Linked DNA regions of Mus musculus: region 2 is linked to region 1. Evidence: chromatin contacts called from public Hi-C data. All regions are on one chromosome and are shown on one strand. Each heading gives the region's core, a stretch centred on a gene start, on an enhancer-like site or on the middle of the called end of the contact. The rest is flanking DNA. Distances are from core to core; before and after follow the strand shown. Region 1 overlaps Ripor2 (RHO family interacting cell polarization regulator 2). Region 2 overlaps Mrs2 (MRS2 magnesium transporter).

Region 1 (7,426 bases), core at 326-2,825:
AGATTCCAAAAACCTGTAAGGACCCAGCTGGATTCAGGACCCCAAATCAGAAAAGAAGCTAAGAACTGCGTGTCTTACAGAAAACTGCTTTTCTTCCCAACGATGACCTCATTCAAATGAGTTCCAGGAGGACACATGTCCAGAGGTCAGTGCTAGCTGGTCACCATGGCCTTTAGGATGAACTGGGAAACCTGCCCAGGAAGCAGGAAGGCCAGTACTAAGACACAGTCCGAGGTACACTCTTAGGAAGGTCATGGCAAAACTGGGAAACAATGGAGTACTTCTATGACCAGAACCGTGTCTGAGCAAAGGCAGCCAGTGGCACGGGGAGCCAGGTGAGCAGCTGTGTGGCTGTAGGTAGCTGGGAGGCTCTATAGCTGTGTAGCTGTAGATAGCTATGAGGTTGTATCTGCAACCTTTCTCCACTGTGATAAATTCTCTGAAAGAAACAACTTAAGAGGAAAACGATCCGTGGCGGCTTAAGATTTGGAGGAGTTTAGTCCACTATGGGAAGGGGAGCTATGGTAGTCGGAGAGGCCGGCAGCTGAGGCAGGGGTTAGAGTGGATCAGGAAGCCAGACACAGGCTGGAAGCAAAGCAGAGTTATAAACCTCAAGAACACACTCTCCAGTGTCTGATTCCTCCAGCTAGGCCCTAACTCTTAAAGACTCCATAACCTCCCACAACAGAGCTACCCAGCTGGTGGCCAAATGTTCAACCATGAGCGGGGGCATCATTTATCCACAGTCACACTGGGGGCAGCACCCTGTCCTCCATTCAGGCTGTGGAAGAGCTGTTGGATCATTAACACAGGAGCAAGGTAAAAGATCAAAAGAGACCCACCTGAGGGAACCCAGGGATGATTTCTGAGTGGCCATCATGAAAACCTAGCTGATACAACAGTTACCACCAAGCAGCTGAGAAAACACTGGGCTTTTCGCAGCTGTAGAAATGCCAGCAGGGCCTTGGGCCAGAATTTGCAGAACCTAGCCAGGCCCCAAAGTCCACGATAGCTGGTGCTCCAGCAGAAGTGCTCCCCCCGCCTGGGGAGCTTCGGCTGGAACTGGCTCCTCCTACCTGCTGCCATTCTGCTGTTATCACTGTCACCAGAGGCTGGAGATGCCTTATAAGGAATGTCAATAAGGTGTGTTCATTCCATGGACAGTGAGACCCAAAACTCATCACGACCCCAGCCCTCCTCCTCCCGTGATAAGAAATTTCTGGTGATTTTGAGAAGGGAGATCGTCAAAGAGTCCCCCCACCCTTCTCAACGTATCCATCATGGTACATAGTCAGCTTCCCTGAAGCGGGGTCCCTATTGTCACCTCAACATGTAACCAGCTAGTGGATTAACCAGGAGCTGATAATTTGTAGGTATTCAAAGGGTAAATAGGGTTTTCTTAGAATTAGCACATTGGGCTTCAGATTCATAAAAGCCAGCCAGCAGTGCTTTCTTTCCGATGTGTTTTTGTGGAGGTGGGGGAAAAAAGCCTAAATGCTCCAGAATTATTCATGAAAATCGCTTCCTCCAATCCTGCTTTTATTACAGTGGGTCCTCCTAAGTGGCTCATTAGCTTCTAATTGTTAGCGAGAGCTGCTCCTAAATGCATGGGCTCGCCAACTAAAAGGCATGCCAAGTTGGTGAGCTGCTGCCATCTAGTGTCGAAAGATGGTAAGAGGTGAGCCCATTTTGAAGCTTCCCTGGATTCGTCTTATTCATCACCATGCCCATGGGTCAATGGGAAGCAGATTTGTCCATTTGAGATAAATTGAGCCATTCACTGAAGGTAAAACACACAGTGTGACATCATCCTTGTTATGTCTACGTGAGTAAAATCTTGTTTGCTAGAAACACAACCCAGGGCAGGGAAGACAGCATAAAGCGAGCAAAAGGATATGGGTTTGGATCTGCAGAGCCCACATAAAAAGCTGGGCATCGGGTCATGTGATTATAATCCCAACTTGGCCTCTGATGGAAAAGGGACTTGAGATGGGTAGTAGGTCCCTGTGCTTTCTGGCCAGCCAATCTAACCAAACAGCAACCTCCAGGTTCAGTAAGAGATCCCATCTCAAAAAGGAAAAAAAAAAAAAAAAAAAAAAAAAAAGGGTCTATGAAGCATCCGCAAACATAGGCATACATATGCCTGTGTATACATGCACAAGCACGTACAAGCACAGGAGAAACTTGCCCCAGGACTCAAAGGTTAGAAATAGAAAACGTCTGTGCTGATTTTTTCACTGCAATTATGTCATAGTTTTTTTTTTTTAGTGAGAAATTCTAAAATGTAAATTAATATTTTCACCCTCACACAGTGGGCTTTTGGTAAATATCAATAGGAAGGTGGAAAGGGTAATGGAAGCTGGGACTCTGGAGCTGTCCCAGGGCGGCGGCCGTGTATTCTGACAAGGTGTTGCTGCTGAAGCGGTAGGCTCAAGTTGACCTGCAGATGACACAGGGGAAGAAAAGGCACCTTGTGCTAACTGGATCTGTCAATCAACGCAGGCTAGAGTCACCTGAGAGGAGGGCGCCTCATTTGAGAAAATGCCTCCATAAGATCCAGCCATAGAACATTTTCTTAATTTGTGATGATGGGGAAGGGCCCAGCCCATCGTGGGTGGTGCCATCCCTGGACTGGGAGTCCTGGGTGCTATAAGAGAGCAGGCTGAGAAAGCCAATAAGCAGAAACCCTCCATAGCCTCCATGACCTTCGTATCAGCTCCTGACTCTAGGTTCCTGCCCTGTTTGGGCTCCTGTCCTGACTTCCGTTCACTGATGAATCGTGACAGTGACGCTTCAGCTAAATAATCGCTTTCCTCCCCAAGTTGCTTTGGTCATGGTGTTTCATCGCAGCATTAATCATCCTAAGACACACTTCTTCTTTTGAAGGAACAGGCTATTGGCAGTTTGTTGATTGGATTTAGTTTGTTTTCTTTTCTTTATTTATATTTATTTTTATGTGCAGTTGAGTTCTGTCTCTGTCAGATCCTGGAGCTGCAGACAGTTGTGAGCTGCCACGTGGGTGCTGGGAATTGAACCCAGGCACTCTAGAAGAACAGTCGGTGCTCACAATTGCTTAACCATCTTTCTAGCCCCTGGGTTTGTTTTCTTAATCACCAGTGTGGGGTACATGACAGTCTACTTCTAGCAAGTTCATAAGCATCAACAGTGGCATCACTGTGCTATATAAGTAGAATGAGAGAAACAGGAATGAGTGTGCTGCAGACAAGTGACAGGTGTGGGGACAAGGACTCACAGGAAGGTATCTAGTGTCACAGATCTTGGGAGACAGGAAAACCAAGAGGCCAGTTTATTTGCATGGGAATATTTTGGTCAGTGAAAGAATAGGTCTTTTTGGTCCTGCTGCCCTGATCCTGAAATCTGCCAAAGGTACACAGAGTTCTCACCACCCAACAGACTCCCCTTGAAACCTCCTCCCACCACCCTAAGGGGCATGTCCTGCTAGCTGTATATCCCCACAAAGGCTATTCTCTGAAGATGCTCCTACACCTGTTACATTATTACATGAGTTTTTAACCCATGACAAATTGTGTCTCTAAAGAAGGGAAATGTGTTCTGCAACTCACAGAACGATCTCTTGTTTTCAGGTCTGGCTGGCTTTGCCCGCCTCTGTCCTGGAGATCAATATGAAGTAAGTAATGTGTTGGTCTGCATGTTGGCATTGAAGGCTTGAAGGGCTATAGTTATGATTGTTGTTGTTGTTGCTGCTGCTGCTGCTGCTGTTCTGGTACTATTAACCAAGGAACTTGTACATGCTAAGCAAATGCTCTACCATTGAGCTACATCTTCAGTCAATGTTTTACTTTTTTAAAATGTGTGTGTGTGTGTGTGTGTGTAGAGGAGTGCCTATATGTGTTTGTGTAGGTATGTGCACAGGATGCAGGTGCCTACAGAGACCAAAGCTTGAGTTTGGGGCAGTTGTGCTTCCTGTAGATGCTGGAAACTGAACTTGGGTTCTCTGCAAGAATAGTATGTGCTCTTAATGCTGAGCCATTTCCCCACTTCTACTTTTTATTATTGAAACCGCAGTTCATAAAGTTGTTTGTTCAAGCTAAAACTTGAACTTGTGATCCTCCTGCCTCAGTTTGGATGTCAGGCATGTACCATCAGGCCTGAGTCCAGTTGTTATTATTTTTCCTTCATTTGTCTTTTAACATTTTGAGCCAGTGAGAAAGTCTGGAGGGTAATCTGAGAACTGACTCCCACATGTGGAACATGGCAGTTCCATACACCCCACTATTACCATCCTCATATACGTCGCTCACTACCAATTATGACCCTTCCTCCCTCAGTTCCTCTCCCAACACTGAAAGGACAATCTTTCACATAAGACCCAGACAATTCTTTTATTATTATTATTATTATTATTATTATTATTATTATTAGATATTTTCTTTATTTACAATTCAAATGCTATCCTGAAAGTCCCCTATACTCCCCCCACTCCCCTACCCACCCACTCCCAGTACAGGGCCCTGCCATTCCCCTGTACTGGGGCATATAAAGTTTGTAAGACCTAGGGGCCTCTCTTCCCAATGATGGCCAACTAGGCCATCTTCTGCTATATATGCAGCTAGAGACACGAGCTCTGGGGTACTGGTTAGTTCATATTGTTGTTCCACCTATAGGGTTGCAGATCCCTTCAGCTCCTTCGGTGCTTTCTCTAGCTTCTCCATTGGGGCCCTGTATTCCATCTTATAGATGGATGTGAGCATCCACTTCTGTATTTGCCAGGCACTGGCATAGCCTCACAAGAGACAGCTATATCAGGGTCCTTTCAGCAAAATCTTGCTGGCATATGCAATAGTGTCTGGGTTTGGTGGCTGGTTTATGGGATGGATCTCTGGGTGGGGTAGGCTCTGGATGGTCCATCCTTTCGTCTTAGCTCCAAATTTTGTCTCTGTAACTTCTTCCATGGGTGTTTTGTTCCCTATTCTAAGGAGGAATGAAGTATCCACACTTTGGTCTACCTTCTTCTTGATTTTCTTGTGTTTTGCAAATGCATCTTAGGTATTCTAAGTTTCTGGGCTAATATCCACTTATCAGTGAGTGCATATCAAGTGACTACTTTTGTGATTGGGTTACCTCACTAAGGATGATATCCTCCAGATACATCCATTTGCCCAAGAATTTCATAAATTCATTGTTTTTAATAGCTGAGTAAGTACTCCATTGTATAAATATACCACACTTTCTGTATCCATTCCTCTGTTGAGGGGCATCTGGGTTCTTTCCAGCTTCTGGCTAGTGTAAATAGGGCTACTGTGAACATAGTGGAGCATGTGTCCTTATTACCAGCTGATATATACCTAGAAGATATTATTATATCTTCTAGGTATATGCCCAGGAGAGGTATTACAGGATCTTCCGGTAGTACTATGTCCAATTTTCTGAGGAACTGCCAGACTGATTTCCAGAGTGATTGTACAAGCTTGCAATCCCACCAGCAGTGTTCCTCTTTCTCCACATCCTCACCAGCATCTGCTGTCACCTGAATTTTTGATCTTAGCCATTTTGACTGGAGTGAGGTGGAATCTCAGGGTTGTTTTGATTTGCATTTCCCTGATGATTAAGAATGTTGAACATTGGGCTGGTGAGATGGCTCAGTGGGTAAGAGCACCCGACTGCTCTTCCGAAGGTCCAGAGTTCAAATCCCAGCAACCACATGGTGGCTCACAACCATCCGCAACAAGATCTGACTCCCTCTTCTGGAGTGTCTGAAGACAGCTACAGTGTACTTACATATATTAATAATAAAATAAATCTTTAAAAAAAAAAAAAAAGAATGTTGAACATTTTTTCAGGTGCTTCTCAGCCATTCGGTATTCCCCACTTGAGAATTCTTTGTTTAGCTCTGTACCTCCTTTTTTTTTTTTTTTTTTTGGTTTCTCTGTATAGCCCTGGCTGTCCTAGAACTCACTTTGTAGACCAGGCTGGCCTCAAACTCAGAAATCCGCCTGCCTCTTGTACCCCATTTTTTAATGGGGTTATTTGAATTTCTGGAGTCCAGCTTCTTGAGCTCTTTGTATATATTGGATATTAGTCCCCTATCAGATTTAGTATTGGTAAAAATCCTTTCCCAATCTGTTGGTGGCCTTTTTGTCCTATTGACAGTGTCTTTTGCCTTACAGAAGCTTTGCAATTTCATGAGGTCCCATTTGTCAATTCTTGATCTTACAGCACAAGCCATTGCTGTTCTGTTTAGGAATTTTTTTCCCCAGTGCCCATATCTTTGAGGCTTTTCCCCACTTTCTCCTCTATAAATTTCAGTGTCTCTGGTTTTATGTGGAGTTCTTTGATCCACTTAGACTTGAGCATTGCACAAGGAGATAAGAATGGATCAATTCGCATTTTTCTACATGATAACCGCCAGTTGTGCCAGCACCATTTGTTGAACATGCTGTCTTTTTTCCACTGGATGGAGACCCAGACAATTCTTAACACCTATAACCTTTATCATTGCCTCTTAGTTATTCTCTCTCTCTCGCTCGCTCTCTCTCGAGGACATAAATACAGGTCAGGTTAGACCTAGTTAAAAGCAGATAAATGCAGATAAATGTAGGTTTATTAGGCACTGCTCATTGGTGTGTTTATCTGTCCCAAAGAATAGGACTAAGGAAGTCACAACTGGACTAAGTCACAACTTGACTGCATGCAGCCAAGAATATAAGTGTGGCCTGACACAAAATTAAAAGCTTCACACATTAGGAGATATTTTTTGTGTATGTGAAAATTTTGGGTCACTCAATTGCACAGTTCTTGAGTGTGAACTTTCTGTATGACAGTGTCATCTGCTCATACCCAAAGGTTGGACATGACTAACACCTGATTATAGAGTTTTCTTTGTCAAAAAAAATGTACTTATAAACTTCATTGTAGCTCATATCTGAAGGGATTATTATTTAAGACATCCTGACCCTGTCTCAGAAACAAAACTTTCTCAAAATCAAAAGGCCATTTGTCTCTTCCTTCTTCAAAAGAGCATGCATGTAATAATTTCCTCTCTTGGCAGAGGCTCTGAGGCCATTCACACCAACTGCCCTCCTCTGCCCAGAGTCTGGAAGGTCCCGACCCTTACCAGCATCACCAGAGACAGATCTTTATTCGTCTCTACAGGAGCTGGGGTCAGCAGAGCTCCAGTTCCCATGGCTGATGGACTGATGTAGGGTTAAAAAAAAAAAAGACAGGTTTTATGTGAGTGGGCAGATTGACACAGAGCTATGACCGCCATTGAAAGTGCCTATGTAGATTTATTTTGTATCTGAGTGCTTGCCTTCATGTATGTCTTTACACCGTGTGTGTGTGTGTGTGTGTGTGTGTGTGTGTGTGTGAGAGAGAGAGAGAGAGAGAGAGAGAGAGAGATGCCTGAAGAAGACGGAAGAGGGTGTTGGATCTCCCTGGAACTGGA
Region 2 (7,294 bases), core at 1,545-4,044, 310 kb after region 1:
AAGAAGGTAGGAACTGTGGAGTAGGACTCTGTTGAGGAGAGTTACGTACTGGGTTGTATCAGGACCCCTGGGCCTTCCTTGCCTCTCTGTTGCCAGCTGAGCTGCCATGACCTGGGCAGCTCCCCTCTGCCACAGCACCCTGCTTCTTCCCCAGCCCCAAAGCAACAGGGCCAAGCACCCTGGCGCTGACATGGCCGAAAACTGTGAGCCCAAATAAACATTTCCTCTTTTTAAGCTGTTTATCTTGGGTATTTTGTCATATGTCTGGTGAAAACAGTGGGAGGAGGAGAGAGGGGCGTGGGGAAGGGGCCACACTGGCCCTCCTCACTGCTGATCTCTGTGCTCCCATTCTAAACAGTCAAGTACAACTACAGACACTAAGGAAGGAAGGCACAGCTGCTGTGAGTACACACTCTGACTCCTAAGGCACAGCAGGAAGCACAATGGGACATTTGGTTTAAGTAGTGGTCCAACCTATCTAAAGAGCACAGCCAGCAGAAGGGCCATCGTTTTGGTACACGGACAGCAATTAGCAAATGTAAATGGCAAGGCGAACCCCAGAGCCTTGTGCACAGCAGGCAGGGGCTCCCTCAACCCAGCCACACAGTGCCAGTGATTTTGCTCTGTAATGGATGGACAAAAGCCTGTCTAAACATGGCCAGAGGATTTGTCTTTTGTTCAGTGCCTGAGCATAGCATGTAACAGGCATCAGATAAAGAAAACTTAAAGCTTACAGAAATCCAAACATCTTCAAGTCGACAGGATACTGACTGTATTGAGTCCTCTGTGAGAAAGTACATGATACACCCACGTTTGGATCCTCCCATTAGAACCTCTTTGGCCATTACTTAAGTTATCACACTGAAGCTCAAATGTAGCTTCACTGCAGCCAATCACAGAAATGAAGCTGAGCGCAGCTCCTGGATCCCAGCACCCAGCAGCCTGTCAGTGAGCTGTTTAGCCTATTCCAGTCTGCTGTCAGGAATCACTTCACAGGATGACCTCTGCTCTGCCCACATGGGCTCAGAGGCTCTGAACGTTAAGGACAGACCGGATCCCACCTCTTTGCTCACACCTGATGTGTGACTGCTTTCTCAATCACTAAACTCAGTATTTGCTATTTACAGTCCCTTTAAGGAGCACTGTCACTCAAAAACCCTACCTGACCTAGCCACCTTTAAAAACTTTAAACTGCCGGTTCTGTCCTTTTATGTGAGGTGAATTAATTACATTTTGGGGTGGAAGCACTTCATTATTCCTTCCCTGTAGGCTAAGCGTTGCTCTGGCCTCACTATAGTCTTACAAGTGCATTACTTTGGGAAGCACACTTTTTGGTATTGTAATGTTCTAGCACACAACTGTATGAAACCTCCTGAGAACACACAAGGGCAGGCTGAATGGTTATTAGAACAACAGCTTCCAAACTTACAGGTATGAGCGATCTGTCTCTTCCCGTGCAGTTAGAGGGCTGACCCCCCAGCTCTGCTCCACCAGGCGAGTGAGCACTCTAAAATGAGCAGCACTCGCAGCCTCATTTCAGATGGTGTTTTGAGTCAGTGTCTTACTTATAGTCCAGGTGGGCCTGGAACTCACTCTATAACCTTCACTGGCCTAGAACGTAATCTGTAGCCCAGGCTGGCCTCAAACTCTTTGTAATCTCCCTGCTGCAGCCTCTCAAGGACTGGAGGCACAGCTGGTGGAGCAACCATGGCCTGCTTTGCCATTTGTTTTAAACGAGAACTTTTGACTGGGAAGATCACGTTCCCACAGTTCTTGCATTAGCTACGTTCTTGTTTGACAAGCCCATCTGCTAACTTCTGAGAGGTCGGCAAACACATTAGCTGGCTGTATACATTTTCTCCTGGGGAGGGGGTAGTAGGACAATCTCTTAAAACAGGCAATCATCAAAACAGCTATAAAATTGTAAGAGAATAAACAAACTCCTTCTTTAAACCTAACTCCCATGGTTCTATTTATAACTAATCAAAAAATAGTAAGAATCTTGATTAACTGGAATCCAAATATGCTGACATTAAATTATACCTCCTTTCATTCATCTTATATATAAAAGAGAGCAAATGCCTGGAAGGTCTAACACTCCTCCAGAGCTTGCTGCAAGGCTAACAGATCCATTAGCTTTCGTTCCTGAGTGAGAACCTGCTAGGAGTGTGGGTCCCTCCCTGCGCGAGGAAGTGAGGTCTGTGTGCTCAGGAACCATGGGCTCTGCCAGTCCCTGGGCTCCTTCAGCACGAAGCTGCACTCTTCTTGATATGTAGAATGACGCTGAATCTACATAAGTCTACCTCACAATAAATTAATCTATACTTTAAAAAGCCCATAAAAACAGTATTTCAAAAGTTGGTAGGACACAGGGTTTTGGCCTTTTACAAAGAAACCTCTTCTTAGTCTCAAAGAATTCTGAAGATGTGATCAAGTTTAGTATTGTGAATGCCACAGTATTTTTAGTCAGACATAATTTAAACACCAGTTGTCTTTTTTCCCCAGAAAGTAATAATAGCTTCAGAAGTATACAAATCTTTGTCTGTCAGGCTGCTGCTAGCGGCTTGCCAGGATAGTCCTGCTTGCTCCAAGTCCTTCCGGCCTGAGGCTGTTTTTCACGTCCATCCTTCTATTGGCCAGAAGGGTCTTTTTAGGTAAGGAGGTCATCTACATAAAGCAGGAAAGGAATTTCAGTTTGTGTTTCCTTAGAAACCACTAACCAGAGGGTAAGGGAAGGCTGGGCAGGTCCGTGCCCGTGCACTTCCTCCAGCAGTGCTGACTCCACAGACAAGGGAGGAAAGGAGGGGCAGCCCCCAGGCTCATGAGAACACTACAGCTAGCTGCATTTCAGCACAGCTACAGGAAAGCCCTGCAGAGCATCTGTCTCAGTGTAGGATTCCTGCCAGTGTTCTACAGAAACCAAGTCATTTCCAGCTGATTCACTGTGCTGGACACTGCTAAGCATCCCACCTTATTTAACTGTCTACATCATAGGATGCACATAGTGTGGACTGGATTACTAGAAGGGAAAGTAAGGAGAACTTGCACAGGGTTACAAAGCCTGCGACCACTGAAACCCAGGCTGCCTGACCCTTGGCCCAGATCTGCAGAGAGCCCAGCAGTGCTGCCGTGAACCCCAAGTCCATACCACAGGGGGCACAGGAGCTTCCAGCTGTCTTCCAAGGAATGAGAGCAACCTCCTCCAGATGAGACCACTTCCCATAAACATAATCCCCGTAACCAGCCAAAACACGCGATGGTCCTGAAAGAAATGAGTTTGTTCCAGTCACAAAGAGGGGGGGGGGGTCAGGCTCCTCACAGACAAGCTCCCCGCCATTGAAGAGTGCTCCATAAAAAGCAGCGAGGACAAGGCCTGCAGTAAAGAAAGCCCAAACACCACGGCGAGGGCAGGACTACTCCTCAGTCTCCTCACAACTGGGGTCTGCTGCACCTGGGACTGTGTATAATGCAACTATCAGAAAATGCTGTAAAGGCAAGGCTTTGCTCTGCAGCCCAGGCTGGCCCTCAATTCCTGGGCTTGAAGAGCTGGATCTGCAGGTGTGCACCACCACACCAGGATGAGAAAGGATTTCATTTTGGGTTGAAATCCTCTTGTTTTATAGAAGTGCAACTTTAGTTTCCTGAGGCTCTCATCTACAAAGTAGGGGAAATGTGTCTATTTTATAGAGTTGTGGTAACTGTACCAAAGAAGCCCTATATATGTAAACTCCCAGGAACACACAACTAAAATAAAATCCCTTATTACCACTGCCTCACAGTTAGTCAGTGTCTCCTGGGTACTTCCATGTTCTAGGAAATAACGCACAGGGGCCACTGGTAACTGCCTGACTTCTAAGTGAGTTATAGCCTGTGCTCAGGTGACATCTTTATTGTCAGCTTGACTAGATTTGGAACCCCTCAGGAGTCAATTCTGGGAGGGTCTCCAGAGGGGGCGAGCCCCCTGCTCCTGACTGTGGCCCACATGACCAGACGCCTCCTGCTTTGCGACCTTGCCTTCCCCGCAATGATGGACTGTGACTCCTTTAACTGTGAGCCAAAACCAACTTTTTGCACCTTGTGTTGCCTTTGCCAGGGATTTTGTCACAGCAATGAGAAAGGGAACGAATATACTTCAAACAAATCTGACCATTTAAACATTATAAAATAAAATCCTGTGAGCTATTTAAAGAGTTGCATTCTTACCTCTTCAAGGGAAGATTCCAAATTCATGCCAAAAGCAACTCCCATCAGACCAAAGAGTGAAAGGGAGAAGGTTCCCATGGTCAGCTGGAGATTTAACCTCATCATCACATTGCGATGGCTGCAGAGAAAACAGCCCACTCAGACCAGCACACACCCAGATCCAGCAACACCGAGTGAAGGCCGATGGAGGCTGGGGGTGGTCACTCTTCACCTTCAAAAGGAACTCCTGTGATGTATTATAATATTGTAGCTTGACAAAGTTTAGAATCACCATAGAAACAAATGTCTTAACTGAGGTGGGAAGACCCACCCTTGCCATAGGTGGCACTAGTCCGCAGCTGGGGACCTGGAGAGCATTCACAGGGAAGTGAGCACAGCACAGCACTCACCTCACTGGTTCCTGACTAGGACATATGAGCAGCTACCTCAAGTTTCCCTCAAACTCTGAGTCCAAAAAACCCATGCATCATTCAGTGCTTTAGCCAGGCCATAGGTAACCAATAAAGCCCACTGGAGTAGTCCCAGATGTGATGGTGTGACTTCTTCCAAATGCCATTGTTTTAAAAAGTGCTTCTTCGTTCCTAACTGCAGTGCTTGCCCCCTCTGTAGGGCATCCTCACCTGTCTAGGTTGATGAAGATAATGCTCTGCGAATCGTCAATCAGGACCCGAAGCTCGCGCGCCTCGTTGGAGAGGTCCTCTGCTAAGCGGTAGTAGTTCTCCAGCAGCAGCTCCATCTCCTCTGCGTGGTCGATCCCAGTGCTGCTCTTCTCACTTCAGTACAGTCAACAGTCAGCAAACCCAACACTGTGCAGTGCATCCTGACCCCCAACTCCAGCCACCGGGGAGAGAGCTAGCCTTGTCTAGTTTGTTGTCTAGCCTTGTCTCACCTGCTGTGACTGCATCCCATTTGTGAGCTCTGTCAACTGATCCTAAGCATATGCACGCAGCCCTACTCAGAGGAGCTCAAATCACTGTGCCCAGGCCCTCAATCCAAAAGACGCATGGAAACGCAGCTGTGAATACTGATGAGATAGTGCAAACACTAGGGCACTATGGAGCACAAGAGAACCCAGATTAACTTGAAAAGAGCATTTCCTGGGGCTGGACGATGTCTCAGTGGTTAAGGGTCTTCCAGATGACCTGGGTTTGATTTCTAGCACCCTCATGGTGGCTCACAACCATCTGTAATCTGAGAATCTCCAATTCTCAGAGATCTGATGCCCACTTCTGGCCTCTGTAGACATGGAACATACAAGTGGTACATAGACATACATGCAGGCAAAACACCTATGCATATTTGAAAAAGCATGTCCCTTTGAATACAATCAAGTACAGCAGTAGCTGATTTCATCCTCCCTGGATGAGTGAGCAGAGGACCTAACTGCTGTTATCTGCTTCCCCGAACACATCCTATTAGCAGTGTGAAGCTCTAGCCTGTGTGGGTGGATAGATACCACAGGTCTGACTGTCGACTGAGGCCGTAAAGTACTCTAAGGCACACCTTTCCTGCAGGATAGATTTGGTAAAAGTGAATTGCATTGGCATGTTTGTAGGATTAAATGGTAGGAAGAGTGGGTCGTATGTTTTGTCTTGGGGGAACTAAAAAAAGAGAAAGTACTTGTTACTGTTTATGGTGTGCGAGTGACGTGGGAGTCAGAAGACAGCATACGGCTGCACCCTCCTTTCCCTTTCCCATGGACTCCAGGCATCCAGCTCAGGTCAGCATGCTCGCACAGACGCTTGCACCTGCCCCCTGCTTGCTCTTAGCTAGTGAAGAGCAAGAGCACTTACAACTGCACCTCTGTCTAGAGAGTGCATCTCTCTATAGGCTCTGGTCCCAGTACTGGAGGAGACTCAAGTCTCCAGTGACTTTTAAAGGCATTGCCAAGTATTAAAGATCAGACAGTGAGCTTTATACTTTGTGTTTGGACCTTTTTTAGCAGTTTCTAAAAAACCAAATATTTCTAGGTTTATGAATCAGAAAGTGTGTAAGCTATGTGTTTACAGCAGACAAGGCTTATGGAATCCAATCCCCTTCTCCTTACCATGCAACTGTTGCCTTTGCTTCTTAGGGAACTTATTGCATTGTGCATATGTTGCTTAGTGATCCATTCCCTGGGGCTAACTGCGATATATTTATGTTCTCTTCAGCCCAGCAGCTGGAATGCAATGTGCACGCAATGCAGCCTCACTGAGCTGGGACCTGCGCAACACACAGTGTCTAAAGCTAAAAAACACCTATTCTCTGTCTAGAAGAATACAGGCTCACCTGAGGGAGAAACAACACAAGGCTCCACTTACAAGACATGTGGGTCGCTCCACTTGGTCAGACAGAGTTCTTCCAGCATCTCCTCCTCATCCAAGAGCTCCAAAATCGACTCTTTGAAAATTTTAATGTCTGTTTCTAACTCAGAGAGACTGTAAGAATAGTTACACAGCAGAGGTCAGCACCATAAACGTGCATCATTTCATGTAAGTGTGAAGGGCAACTTATAAGGCTAAGGCAAAACATGTGGGCATTATCCTTAACTAAGGACTCTGCGATGAATCAGGCCAGGGGATGGCTGAAGAGGTGCATGGAGGACGTTTGTAGGAGGTAGGTTACAGGTAAGAGAAAGAAGCCGGAGAAGCGGCTTGTAGTCTCGTTTGTGAGTCCTGCAGGAAGGGGATGGACAACCACTCAGCCTTTGTGTATAGCTCTGAAGGGGGAATCGCGCAGGCAAAGGCTGGCTCGGATCACTTACACCCTTGGCCTACCCCTCTTTGAGAGAGGGCATCACTCTGTAGCCTAGGCTGGCATCCAACTGGAGGCAATCCTCCTGCTGTAGACTGCTGAGTGCTGGGATTACACGTGAGGTGCCATACCTAGCTTTGCACATTCTTTTTAAAAATTACTTATATTTATGTGTCTGTGTGTGCCTATGCCATGTGTCCTATTGTGTGCCAACTGAGGCCAGAGTGTTGGCTTCTTGGAGCTGGAGTTACAGGTGGTTGTGGGCCACCTGATATGGGTGCTGGTGAGATGGCTTGGCAGGCAAAGGTGCTTACCACCAAACCTAACCACCTAAGTGAATTTGTGTCATAATTTA

The links. Hi-C and Micro-C count contacts between places; a contact is called where the count stands out from the background.
Region 2: a Hi-C map of cortical neurons shows a contact between it and region 1, with 2.4 times the contacts expected there. The contact joins two enhancer-like sites. A contact is called at or near these places in 2 of 484 Hi-C or Micro-C datasets (cortical neurons and embryonic stem cells).

Annotation. Positions count from the first base shown.
Region 1 is chr13:24,685,861-24,693,286 of GRCm38.p6, forward strand. It overlaps Ripor2 (RHO family interacting cell polarization regulator 2), which reads left to right. Exons shown (of 23, transcript NM_029679.2): 9 at 3,606-3,649. Among named protein-coding and RNA genes, the nearest start is that of Ripor2, 51 kb to the left of the region's middle. Within about 2 kb of position 1,576, at least 36 of the 459 cell types and tissues checked have an H3K27ac peak or open chromatin away from gene starts, as enhancers often do. A contact at or near this core is called in cortical neurons, where this site is marked.
Region 2 is chr13:24,990,522-24,997,815 of GRCm38.p6, forward strand. It overlaps Mrs2 (MRS2 magnesium transporter), which reads right to left. Exons shown (of 11, transcript NM_001013389.2): 7 at 6,507-6,623; 8 at 4,824-4,976; 9 at 4,204-4,321; 10 at 3,149-3,262; 11 at 1,774-2,667. The coding sequence ends at 2,557. It overlaps Gpld1 (glycosylphosphatidylinositol specific phospholipase D1), which reads left to right. Exons shown (of 26, transcript NM_008156.2): 26 at 1-1,415. Among named protein-coding and RNA genes, the nearest start is that of Gm52042, 14 kb to the right of the region's middle. Within about 2 kb of position 2,795, at least 27 of the 459 cell types and tissues checked have an H3K27ac peak or open chromatin away from gene starts, as enhancers often do. A contact at or near this core is called in cortical neurons, where this site is marked.